3 separate regions of the Ovis aries genome follow, and regions 1 and 3 are each linked to region 2. Evidence: chromatin contacts called from public Hi-C data. All regions are on one chromosome and are shown on one strand. The core of a region is the stretch at or near the end of the contact, and the rest is flanking DNA. Distances in the headings are between cores, read along the strand shown. Region 1 overlaps RAPH1 (Ras association (RalGDS/AF-6) and pleckstrin homology domains 1). Region 2 overlaps LOC132659328 (a long non-coding RNA gene). Region 3 has its middle 54 kb from the start of CTLA4.

The links. A called contact is a pair of places that touch in the nucleus more often than the background predicts.
Region 1: a contact with region 2 is called in a Hi-C map of tail adipose tissue, with 1.9 times the contacts expected there. The contact joins two enhancer-like sites. A contact is called at or near these places in 2 of 16 Hi-C or Micro-C datasets (mixed tissues and tail adipose tissue).
Region 3: a contact with region 2 is called in a Hi-C map of liver, with 4 times the contacts expected there. The contact joins two enhancer-like sites. A contact is called at or near these places in 4 of 16 Hi-C or Micro-C datasets (blood, liver, muscle and 1 more).

The regions. Positions count from the first base shown.
Region 1 is chr2:205,479,858-205,484,242 of ARS-UI_Ramb_v3.0, forward strand. It overlaps RAPH1 (Ras association (RalGDS/AF-6) and pleckstrin homology domains 1), which reads right to left. Exons shown (of 16, transcript XM_042244979.1): 5 at 256-336. Among named protein-coding and RNA genes, the nearest start is that of RAPH1, 56 kb to the right of the region's middle. Within about 2 kb of position 2,959, at least 16 of the 54 cell types and tissues checked have an H3K27ac peak or open chromatin away from gene starts, as enhancers often do.
Region 2 is chr2:205,639,937-205,644,200 of ARS-UI_Ramb_v3.0, forward strand. It overlaps LOC132659328 (a long non-coding RNA gene), which reads right to left. Exons shown (of 3, transcript XR_009599636.1): 1 at 4,221-4,264; 2 at 1,769-2,069. Among named protein-coding and RNA genes, the nearest start is that of CD28, 55 kb to the right of the region's middle. Within about 2 kb of position 1,480, at least 4 of the 54 cell types and tissues checked have an H3K27ac peak or open chromatin away from gene starts, as enhancers often do. A contact at or near this core is called in liver, where this site is marked.
Region 3 is chr2:205,805,841-205,810,326 of ARS-UI_Ramb_v3.0, forward strand. It overlaps a transcript of CTLA4 not described here. Among named protein-coding and RNA genes, the nearest start is that of CTLA4, 54 kb to the right of the region's middle. Within about 2 kb of position 1,716, at least 2 of the 54 cell types and tissues checked have an H3K27ac peak or open chromatin away from gene starts, as enhancers often do. A contact at or near this core is called in liver, where this site is marked.

The DNA of each region.
Region 1 (4,385 bases), core at 1,709-4,208, 160 kb before region 2:
GGTTCAGGTTCCAATACAAAATTTCTCTATACCAGATACGCTATCACTAACACAATCTTACCATGAGTATTAATATTCAATGGTACTGTATCATATGGTTGTTCATGTTTCTGCTCATGTATTTTTTAAGCCTGGCTTAATTTTTATTCAAAAAATTGAGATATATGAGAAGGTTTAACCATCAGGAGTTCTAAAGAATGCATTCCTCTTCACTGATACTTCAGTAGTCCCAATGGACATGATTACAGAACTTACAGGTGTCAGTTCAGCCTGTTCTTCTGTGAAGTCAATATGACGCTTGGCCTGCTTGCTGGGACATCTCAGAGAAATAGCATGCTGTGAAAATGCAGGAAGGAAGAAAATGATAGGTAAAGGAGGTGGAAAAGGGCAGTTCTCATTACCATGCAGGAAGAGAAAAGATCACTGAAATGAACTGTTGAAACAAAATAGTAATGAAAAGTTGCATGCACCTCATTGTATTGTGCAAAAATAGAAAAGGTAAGAACCTGATGATTCTAACCCTTTACAATTTAAAGGCAACCTCACTCTTCTGGACAGTAGAGCTCTATGGCAGAACTACCCAGAAATACCTTGTCCAGTACCAATACATACTTCTGAACTTCAAATGGGCCTTAACTGCTGTTTGGCAGTACTCTCTTCTCTCCTCTCTATCATTCCCTCTAAGCTTGTTCTAAGTAGTTTCCAAGTTCTTCAAGTTTCTGGTTTCACTCTTTCACCTCTTCATATGCCCTCACTTCCCTCCATTACTAAGGAAACCACACCGGTCTATCATGACAATCTTCATCTCTAAAAGGTATCCTACAGCTGTGTCCATATTCTCATCCTTCTCTCCAGTTCCATGAGTTAATACCTGCTTCTCCCCTCCAAAGCTACACCATGTCCTAGATCCCACTCATTCCCCCTCTAATATCCCAGTCTCTGACACTCAACTGGTCCAGCTTATTGGGGGCTGGGAAGGACAGAAAAATATTCTTTTGGGTACCCTCCTCTTGTTAAATTATTATTTTCTACTTTATACTGCCAAGTTTCCTGAATTCAGCTGCAGTGTACCTCTTGCACTTATAATTCCCTGCAATCTACCATCCACCTTTCTCCTCCAAAGTCTTCATCCTTTGAGTTGCAATGCATCCTGTAATTCATTCTTAAAGTCATCAATGACCTTTTAACCAACGTTTCTGTCTTTCCTCTCATAGTACTTGCCTTACTGCACTAAAACTGCTTTGGTTGTCTGTTCTGACATCCCTCTCGCCATACAATAAATTATAATCTCATAAAGACATTGTGTATTATGTTCACAGTTTTATCCCTTACAGCCCAGGTACTCCAGCATTTATGGAATGTATGAATAGCTATTCATGCCACAGGCTTGGCCAGACTAAGAGTGATTTTGCTTTCCTCTCTCTACATTTTCTCATTCAACATATTCTATAACACTGTGTCAGTCACCACATCAATGCGAGGCCTACCGAATCTATATTGCCAATATCCTCATTCTTAGGAAATGAGTACTTTGAGTATTAACAGCTAAAAGGGCATGAAAATGCAACCAACTCTCAACTGGTTCAGGGGAAAAAAATATATATATATATATAAAATAATACAGTAAATGTCGCAAAATGTTAAATTACTGAACATGAGTAAGAGTTTCATGAGTTCTTTATACTATTTTTTCAAATTTTTCTAAGTTTGACATTATCTCAAAATAAAAAGTTAAAAAATAAATCTATTCTCACTAGGCTCAGTCTCACATAAGCTCCCGTCATATTTCCAAATGCTTACTGGCTAGTTAAAAAAAAAATCATTATCTAAGGTGTTCAATAAGAGATGGCTACGTGCCATGTTAAACAGTATGATGGAACATTATTAGTTATTGAAATTCAACACATCCTTACCAAAAATGAATATGCACATGGGAAGTATCAAAGACAATGTGGACCAATTTTTAAATCTTTACTGAATTTTACTTTTTTTTTTTTTTTTGGCTAGGAGGTATATCTTAGCTGCCCGGCCAGGGATAGAACTTGTACCCCTTGTACTGGATGGTGAAAACTGCTGAACCACGAGGGAAGTCCCCAGTTTTTACTTTTTCTTTATCACTACTTTCATAAATCTAAAATCTGTGTTTAAAACACATATGTGAATGTGAAGGTCAACTCACATAAAATTTGCTCTATACCGTCTCAGTTTCAAAAAGTTTCATTTGTTACAAAGCTATCATGTTCTCTATCAATCTCTCAAAAACTCCACAAATCTCTGCAAAGTAAGTTATGAATCACTACTTTCTTGAACTGAACCTATAACATGTACCATTTATGAGCCAGAATCTTGTTGGGGAGGATGTGTAGAAAAGCAGTGATCTGAAATATGAGCCAAAATCAAGAAATGAATGACCTCCTATCAGAGTCATGGTTACAAAATACAACATTTTCTTTTGGTAGCTAACACTTTAAATAATAACTGGAAGAAGGTGGAGGTTTGTGAAAACATATTAATGTTTCAATAAAACAGATTTACATCCATCTTGTACTGAGGTTATGTGCTCTTCACAAATATTAAAAATAAATACAGCATGACGGTTACAAATCCAGACCTTTATGGGGTGGCCAGAGTGCCTGGGTTCAAGCACCAGCTCAGTATTTCCTGGCAATATGACTCTGGGCTTATTATTTAACCTGTTTCCTCATGTGTAAAATGGTGTAAAGATAGCATTTATCTCCAAATGTTACTATAAAAATTAAAGGAGAAATAATAACACTATTATTATTAGAAGAATGGGAAACCACCAGCCATCATTTGAATTTTATTTAAACCTCAATTCATTTAGATTACAGCTAGCTTACGGTTGTTAAAATTTTAACATATTCAGGAATATACTAAAACACCACCAGATGGGGATGTTACTACATAAATCTCTTTGCCTTTTTTTCTACTGCCCATGTAGTTCTGTCTCTAGGCTTGGATCTGAGACGCACTGGCTAGTCTAGCCTTGTCTAGATTCTCCTTCAATTTTATGATGAAGTAGCAAGGTAACGCTAATGCTGTAGGAGCTGTACAACCAGACTGCCTGGGTTCAAATCCTCGGGAAAGTTACCTAGTCACTTTCTGCTTTAGTTCCCTTCATTGTAAAACAGTGGTGAAAGTGAAAGAAAGCGAAAGTCTCTCAGTCGTGTCCGGCTCTTTGCAACCCCGTGGACTGTAGCCCACCAGGCTCCTCCGTCCATGGGATTCTCCAGGAAAGAATACTGGAGTGGGTTGCCATTTCCTTCTCCAGGGGATCTTCCTGACCCAGGGATTGAACCCAGGTCTCCCACATTGCAAGCAGATGCTTTAACCTCTGAGCCACCAGGGAATGGTACCTATTCTCAAGGCTCTATACAAACTCAGTGTTAAGACATGTAAAGCACCATGCCCAGCACAGAATAAGCAATAACACAGTAGCTGATATTATTTTCTATTTCCCCTCCTCTTCTCTTTATTCCTCTCCTAGATATTTAACTGGCCATTATATAGCCAGTATAAGGTTCTTTACCAGCTCTCCCAACACAAAACAAAACAGACTTAAAACCAAATAAAAATGCTTTTTCGCTTTTAGGTATCTAAGAAATCCACAAAACAAGGATCACGGCATATATGCCAGTGTTGACTGGGTGGTGTGTTTGTACCTATCCCTCTATTACCTTCCTAGGCCAGTGAAATCTAGAATTAAAACACCAAGTTGGTACATGTGGATAAATTTTCAGTGAGATGCAGCAACATAGCCATTAGAATTTTAGGAGAAACGTAGTTGTAATAACTAGTAACTCCAATCTTTCAGATACGCAGGCCTCTTAAAATTTCAGAAAGCCCTGAGCTCCCATCTAGTTATTATCTCAGAGCAAAAAGTTGCTTTCTGAGAATAACTGGGACCTCAATGCCAATGCCACTTGTTATTACAACAAACACAACTGCTGTTTTCTTTCCAATATCTCAAGATTTCTGCACACATTTATTCTTGAAATAGTTCTGGGAAGTGAAGGAAGTAAAGGAATTACACTGAAGCTATCATATGCTATGCTGCATATCACATTATTAACAACTGGTATAGCCACAGAGATTTCATTAAAAAAAAAACTCTATACACATGAGGGGGAAAAATACCCCACAGCATTGAAAAGCTTTAGTAGCTCAAATATTTAGGAATTTTTCCTATCAAAATATTTACAATACATCATCAAATATTCTTAAAGATTCAGCAAAACTTTTTGAACCTACCATAAGCTTCAGTATATGTTTCTAAAAGCATTTTTATTTTAAAAATATATTTTTGTGTATAAGATTCCAAATTCAGAGGAACTGTTAGTTTAAATCCCACCAGAAAATAAATA
Region 2 (4,264 bases), core at 230-2,729:
TGTGGCTGTAGCAAATGACTACATCCAGCTAACCTTAGGATCCTCGAATAAAATGGGGGTAATAAGATCTACCTTATATATGGCTAGTGTGAGGAAATAATGAAATAATGTATGTAGTATGTAAAATTCCCTAGTATAATCTCTCAGTAAAGTGTGGTTATTATCACAATAGCGTCAGCACTTGCCTTGAGGATGATGGGGGACACAGGGAAAAGCTTGTAAATCTTTTTTTTTTTTTCCCCTCCCTGGAGAGTTTTTGCCTGTACTCTTTCCTAAGATCTGAGCACTTTCTCTCTTCCTCATCTGACCAGGACCTTCAAGTTTAGGCTTCAAATTAACTCCCAGAGAGGCTTTCTCAGGCCAGCCTGTTTAAATTAGACTCTCTTCCCCATTTCTTTCTTTTCATGCTTAGACTTTGATTTTCATACTAGTTTTAGATTCATAGACTAATTGAGCTAGACAGTATGCAGAGTTCTTAGGCAGCCCCTGTGTTGTTTCTCCTAGGATTAGCATATAGTTAATATGTTAATATAGTTAATTAATAAAGGGAGTTACAATTGTTTCAATTAATAAACCAACACTATTGAAGGCAATGGCAACCCGCTCCAGTAGTCTTGCCTGGAAAATCCCATGGACGGAGGAGCCTGGTAGGCCGAAGTCCATGTGGTGGCTAAGGGTTGGACACAACTGAGTGACTTCACTTTCACTTTTCACTTTCATGCACTGGAGAAGGAAATGGCAACCCACTCCAGTGTTCTTGTCTGGAGAATCCCAGGGACAGGGGAGCCTGGTGGGCGGCCGTCTATGCGGTCGCAAAGAGTTGGACACGACTGAAGCGACTTAGCAGCAGCAGTAGCTATATTATTAACTGAAGTCCACATTTTATTCAGATTTCCATAGTTTTTATCTCCTGTCCTTTTTTCTGTTCCAAGGTCTCATCTAACTCTCAGTAAATCTTGATGCATGGTTCAGCTTCTGGGAAGGAATTTTCTGAATTGGCAAAACGTTTTGTGGAGAAGTGGAGAAAGGAGGGATTAAACGTAAAGTAACTCAGACAAGGCACTGGGTAAGATATTTTGAATTAGATTAAGTTCCAAGGGGTAAGTACAAAAAGTTCACAGGACAAAATCAAAACACTACAGCGCAAGATAGGGAAAGGTGGAGTTCAGCTTCATGTGGTGACCTTCGTAGAACTAGATGAATGAGTACTGATTTATTTATAGAACCAATAAGATAGTGGGACCTAGAGAAGGCCAAGGGCAGGAAGTGGCCTGTTAGCTTTTCCCTGTGCTGGTCTGACCCCAACTGCGGCCACTCTGTGTCTCCCCTTTAAGGAGGATGTGGGGAACTGGCAGAACTCCAGAGAAGAGCAAAAATGTAATTAAGGCTTGGGAAACAGGGCTGAGAGCAAAGGCCACAGAGCTGTGGGGTTATTTAGCTTAGAGAATAAAGGTCTAACAGATTGGAAGGGTCATTATAGAAAGACATCGGTTGTTTTCCATCTCCGCAAATGACAGGACAAGAGGAAAGAAGTTTATACTGCACTCTAGAAGGTTTGGGGCTGTGAGAATTATTACCAAGGAGACTGTCAGGCTCACACTAGCATCTGAAAAGAAAAAGGATTTATGTACAACTATGGGGATACAGGGCCTTCCCTGGTGGCTCTAGTGGGAAAGAATCTGCCTGCAATGCAGGAGATGTGAGTTCGATCCCTGGGTTTGGAAGATCCCTTGGAGGAGGAAATGGCTACCCACTCCAGTATTCTTACCTGGAGAATCCCATGGGCAGAGGAGCCTGGTTGGCTACAGTCCATGGGGAAATGCTTTGGGGCCTCCCTGGTGGTTCAGATGGTAAAGAATCTGCCTACAATGCAGGAGACCCTGGTTTGATCTCTGGATGAGGAAGATCCCCTGCAGTAGGGAATGGCAACTCACTCCAGTATTTTTGCCTGGGAAATTCCTGTGGACAGAGGAGCCTGGCAGGCTGTGTACGATCGACAGGGTCGCAGAGCTGGACACAACTGAGTGACTGAACACAAGCACGCATGGGGATACAGCATTCACAATTACCTGGAAAGAGAAGGAAGGTAGTATTCAGACACTAGCCTTTGGATTATTTTGAAAACAAACCACCTATCCTTTGCATAAACTCATAGTTGTTTACCATTTAAATTCAGTTGTTAACAAAAGTTGGTTTGAAGGTATAGACATAAATTAGATAAGTTCGTGATTTCTTGAGATAAGGTCCTGCCCCATTCAATTCATTTTGGCTAATACCAACGAAAATGCTCACAGGTTACCTTTATCTACCATGTCTTGATAATTTTTTTTCCACTTCTTGTTACTGAGTTACATTTTCATTACATCTTAGCACATGGCATCATCAAATCCACTTAACTGTATTTTAGAGATTGTTAACTGTGCTCTTTTAGTAATGACAGGAATGTAGCAAGAACACGTACTCCTCATATAATGTTTACTTCCATAAATGGAAGAAACTCCATTCTGTGTGCTATGTATTGAGAATAGTACAACTTCAAACCCTCAAGAGTGCATTTGCTAGAGCTATAAACAAGATAAACATAGAATAGTAGCCATGAAAGCAGACTATGCACAGGAGACAACAGAAGCCCAAGGATCTTGGTGAAAATTGGATTCTTTCATCAGCCCATAATCCGAGTCGTATAATCTAAAGTAAATGAAGTCTTTTTTAGTATTGATTAGATGAGTCTGTAACGGCGGCTCCCTTTGTCGCTTTGGTTTTGGAGATGTGTATTATAATGCTTGAAAGCTGGGAACATCTTTTGGACTCTCTTTTCCTTTAGTTTGTCCTTAGCGTGCTTGCATGCGAAGTCGCTTCAGGCATGTCCAACTCTTTGCGACCCCACGGGCTATAGCCTGCCAGACTCTTCTGTCCATGGAATTCTGCAGGCAAGAATTTTGGAGTGGATTGCTATGCCCTCCTCCAGGGGATCTTCCTGACCTGAGATCGAACCCATGTCTCCAGTGGCTTCTGCATTGCAGGTGGATTCTTTACCACTGAGCTGCCAGGGAAGCTCTTATAAACACAGAATCACTGGTAAGGAAAGAAGGAAGCGTAGCACATATTTCTATCAGCTACTTGGGCTTTTCAGCAAGATGCCAGCTTTCAAGTCAGCAAAATTGCCTTAGAAAGGCCCTCAAAGTTAGCGATACTTAATTCTTTGTTTCCTCCAAAGTGGACATAAATAAATGTTTTCCCTGCTTTAATGCAGACTGTCTTTCTGCATTAAAGAATGAGAGAGTCAAGGCCAACCCCACATCCATTGTCTTTGATATGGTTGTAGTTTTCTGATGATGATAAACCCACAAAACAAGTTTGACTCTATGATCTGACAGAAAAGGTTTTGTTCAAAGTGAGTTGTGATTACTGCGATAGAAATATACTTTGAAATGTTATTTCTGGAATGTGTCATATTGTGATATATAAGTCTGGAAGGAGATATATTCCTCCTTCCCCCAAATTAAATCATCCTGATACCCAAGAAATGTTAACATTTTGGTAAACATTCCTTCTAATGTCTCTATGTGTTTATTTTGTCCATCTATGTCTGTGTGTGTATTTATGTAAATGATACAATATTCTGTTGTGCCCTGTTTTTTACTCAGTGATCTGCCATGGAAATTTTTTTTCCTTTAGTAAGCGTCAAATTCCTTTTAACAGCTACATAACCGCCCAGTGTTTGGACATATCAGAATTCAATTCCCAAATAATGGATATTAGATTGTTTCTAAAGTGAAATGTTAGTTGTTCAATCATGTCTGACTCTTTGTGACCACCAGACTCCTCTGTTCATGGAATTCTCCATGCAAGAATACTAGAATGGGTAGCCATTCCTTTCTCCAGGGGATCTTCCCAACCTAGGAACTAAACCCGGGTCTCCTGTATTGTAGGCAGATTCCGAGGCTTAGCTGGTAAAGAATCCGCCTGCAATGCAGGAGACCTGGGCTCGATCCCTGGGTTGGGAAGATCCCTTGGAAGGGGAACGGCTACCCACTCCAGTATTCTGGCCTGGAGAGTACCGTCTATGGGGTCGCAAAGAGTCGGACACGACTGAGCAACTGTCACTTTCACTTCCTTACAATCTGAGCCACTTGGGAAGCCCCAGGTTGTTTCTAGTTTATGATGACAATAAGCAAGTGCTGAGTGAACATTCTTGTACCTTTATCTGAAGAACTTACCAGTAGAATAGACGAATTCCCAGAAGTCTGATCTATGTCACTCA
Region 3 (4,486 bases), core at 466-2,965, 170 kb after region 2:
TCTACATCTTTGATTTTGCATATTTTAGGTACCACAGGTCATACAATATTTATCCATTTGTGACTGACTCCATTTCGCATAGTATTTTCAAAGTTCATCCAATTGCAGCAAGCACCAGTACTTCACTCCTTTCCATGACCGAATAACATTCCATTGTATGGATATGCCACATTTTGTGTATCCAATTACATGACACTTGGGTTGTCTTAGTCCGTTCAGGCTGCTGTAATGAATTACCACAGACTGGGTTGCTTCTAAAGAATAGAAGTTTATTTTTCACAGTTCTAGAGGTTCAAAGTCCGAGATCAGAGTGTCAGCATGGTCTGGTTCTGTTGAAGATCCTCTTCTGCATGGCAGAAGGCCGACTTCTCATCCTGGTAGAAGGGGAAAAGGATCTCTGTGGGGCCTCTTTCATGGCAACACTAGTCCCTTTCATGGGGGCTCTACCCTCATGACATGCTCACCTCCTAAAGACCCTGTCTCAGTACCATCACATTGTGCATTAGGATTTCAAGATAGGAATTTGGGGGAGACAGAAACATTCAGAGCATAGAGGTTGTTTCCAAAGTTTCACTACTGTAAATCATGCTGCCGTGAACATTGGTGTATAGACATCTGTTCAAGTTCCTGCTTTCAGTTCTTCTCCGATTCCACCCACGTGGTAATTCTCTGGTTAACTTTTTGAGATGCTACCAAATGCACTTTACATTTTATCTACTCTTCACAAACTGGCCATTGTTGAAATCACACATTAAAATTCTGATGGAGAGGGGCCTCCTACTCTGGATCCAGGTTATCCCCGGCAGGCTGATACTGCCCATTGCCTCCACTGGGGGACTCCCGTGAATTATATGCCTCAGTGAGCTGGATGGAATTTTCATTTTAGAAATGGGAAACAAATGTAACAGGCTGAATCAGCAGTATTCCCACTCTTCTCCTGGTAATGAGAGCTCTGCTAACTTTCCCAGACTCTGCCCTTTGCAGCCTTATTGGGTCTATACTGGATTCCCTTGACCAGTGGAGACTTGGAACCATAAAGTTCCAGGAGGGAGCTGTTTTCACTCCTATGTCCGACCTCAAGCCAACCTGTCACAGATTTATCAAGGAGGGGGAAGATGGCCTTAGTTCATCTCATGCTCCAGTAATAGTTCTAAGTGTGCGTTCTTCTAGCGGATAAGAACGTGGTCACCGGAGCCAGATGGCTTGTGTTCAGATCCCAGCTCTACTATTTGTTGTGTGATCTTCATTAAAATTATTTCACATTTCACTGTGCTTCAGCTTCCTCACCTATAAATAGGGGATGGATGACAGTGCTTTACTTATTTCACATGATTGCCATGAGGGTTACCTGAGTTGACGTGGTTAAGCAAGTACTTTAAAAAGGTGCCTACACTCTGGAAGGGCTCTGCAAGTGGGGGGTCATGTTAGCAGTACTGACCTTATGATTATGCCCAAGAATGTAAATTCTCTAAACTGTAACAGTTAATAGAGAACTGATTATAGATTACCACTGTAGCTCTGGTAATTAAAAACAAAAGAACAAAATTAGGAGGACACAGATGAACGAAGCATGGAGAGACACAGTCATATGGTTTGAAAAAGCCATTAGACTTTAACTGTCTTTGGCCTGATGTCACAAGCTTAGAAAATGCTAACAGTTGGCCTCTGAAATTTGTTAGACCTGCCTGATTCTGTGATCTGTATCTGTAGCAAGATATTTATTCAGTAGTCACCTTGTGCCATCTATAGGTCAGTATGATTTACTGCAATAACTGAAGAGTAGGCTGTGATAATCTTCAGACACAAAATGATTGACTTGATTTTCAAAACCTACTCACACCTCCTTTTTGCTCGGGAAAGCCTTTCTCCTTTTTTGGTTTGTTCTTTGCTTTTGTTTTTGGTAGATGCAATGCTTTTCGTGACTATAAATAATCCTCTCTATGGAACAAGGGGAGAAATTTTGCCTTGAGATGCAGCTGTGAGTGAGGAGGGCATTGCATACCCAGATTCCATTTGCTCACATGTTCCTCACAACCAGGAAATCTTTCCTTCTATGTTAAATGGCCAAGACATCATTTTAAAAATCCAGTGAAGCTTGCATTTTCCCACAGTAAGGGGGGTGAACCAGGAATTGGAGCGATTTCTGCTTTCTATTGTCCTGGTGTTTTATTCTTAGCACCAGTGGCATAGGAAAGGCCATTGATTGTGATGCAGGGAACCCTAAGTGCTGTAAGGGGCAATGCAGGCAGGGGAAATCAGGGAGGACTGTCTGGAGGGGATGAAGTGGGCTCTGGATTTTAGAAGAATGCGGGTGGCAGGAAAAGGGATGACTGGTGGCAGTGATGACCCATTGCCCTCTATACTATACTCTGTGTTTACCGATCAAGAAGGCCTCATCATATAAAAAGAAGAAACTCGTTTCTCATAAGTCTGCCTCATATCAAGCTTTTTCCTTTGGGTCTTCATGTCTTTGTCTCTTTCCTGTTTCCATTCTAAGTTCCCTTACCCTCTTCCTGGTCCAAACCATACTAGTTTCCTTTAGTTTCTGGAAAGCATCATGCTCCCCATCACCGGAGGTTTTTGCATCAGCTGCCCACCCCTACCCCCGGTATGGAACCATCCTCATCTTGGTAACTCTTCTTCATCCTATAGACCTCAGATGAAAAGTCACTTCCGGAAGGAGGCCCTGCCTGATCCCCCAGACCAGGTGGAATCTCCTTGTACATGCTGTGCTTTGCATTCTTCCCTCTCCTTTGGAACTCCTGTCACACTTGTCAGGTTACAGGTCTAACAGATGTCTTTTCTATACGCAGGTATGGGGCTGTCTGTATTCCCATGGACCAGAAAGAGGCCCATGCAAGGGTCAGGAAGGAAAAAATAGCAGAAAAATTGTACATCTTCCACTATTAAGTTTTCTTTGATGGTTTATTTTAGAGGCCAAGCTAACAGTGCCCAGTCACCAATGCATGGTAGTATTGGTGTAGGAGAATGTAGTGGGTACCATTTTCTCAGTCCAGAAATGGGGCAGGTGCTCTGGTGGCACTCTGTGGACAGAGGAGGGACAATGCTCTAGGGTGGAACTTCTGCCGTCACTCCTGCCCCTGGGGATGGAGTAGGATGGTAACTCTGCAGGGTCAGGGGTAGGGGAGCGGGTGAGTGCTGGTTGCAATATAAGACCATCAAATGCAGGAAAAGGGAAAGTGGACTTTCCCCCTTCAATTAATTGAGAAAAGCCATTTCCCAGAGTGCAGAGGAGAATTGGAAAGATGGATTAAGTCTGTAGTGCAATCTTTTAAAATGTACATGATATTAGATAGTAAGCTATACATAAACCACAAAGAAGATTGTGCAGAGGCTTAAATGGGTTGACACCAACTGCAGATCCAAGCATTATGAACTGAGAGGAGACAGGATGAGAAAGACTAAGTGACCCAGTTCTAAGCCTCATCTTTTATCTCGAATATAATAAAATCTTGAGGTCTTGTTAAAAAAAATAACGTATATACTATTTTGAAGGTGAGAAAGAGAAAAGGTATCCTGTGAGGTTAATTTGGCTGCAGTATTTAGGGTGAATTAGAGAAGACTGGTCCGGATCAGAAGAGTGAGCATTAGGGCTGGAATGGACTTCACGACGCGGCGTTTGAAGGAAGACTTAGAGCTCAGAGCCTTTGGGGTGCTAAGGGTCCCTGTGGGGCATCTGGCTTAGTATTTAGCGTCAGGATAGTCCTGTGAGTGTCCTGCCAGGATTATCTGAGGCTCATGAGAGAACTGCTTTGGGTTGCCAGCAGGAAGCACCTGGCTTGGCAAAGCTGGGACAAAAGTAAGAACTGGTGTTAGCATGCCATCGTTTGATTGGCCAAAGAGATGTGAGATTGACCAAGAGGAGGGGAAGACACTAGGTCTTGAGGACTATACCATGATAATAGTATGTTCTATGGGAAACGAAGTCAAGGCACAAGGAAGCTCCCTGACCCTCCTTTAAGTTTTAGGAAAACCCTCATAGACTCAGAGGGAGTTGCTTAGGAATGTAGCCACGGACTTGACTATGATCTTTGAATCCAGCCTGGTTAACACCACGTTGCTTATTTTGACAAGGGAAAACCCCAAGTGCTGGATTTAGGAACATGTACTGGGTTTTTTTTATTGGCCATACAGTTGGCTCCCCTAAGGGAAATGTTTCATTGAGCAGGTCATGTTCTAAAGCCATTCCTTGCTGGTCAAGTTCTTCAAAGTTTCTTCTTAGGAGCTACCCTTTGGAAAGAGCACTGACCTGGCAGGGGAGAGTCTGGGTTCTACTCCCAGCCTCACTACTCTGAAACTACGTCTATGAACAAGTCACTTCACCCACCTGGAACCCAGTTTCCTCCCTATAGCTTCCATCTCTCACATCTTATAACTCTAAATATGGTGCAGTCACTAGAGATAGTGATGAAGCTCATCTTGGTTCTAGAAAACAAATACAGGTTCTGGAAAACAAATATATCGC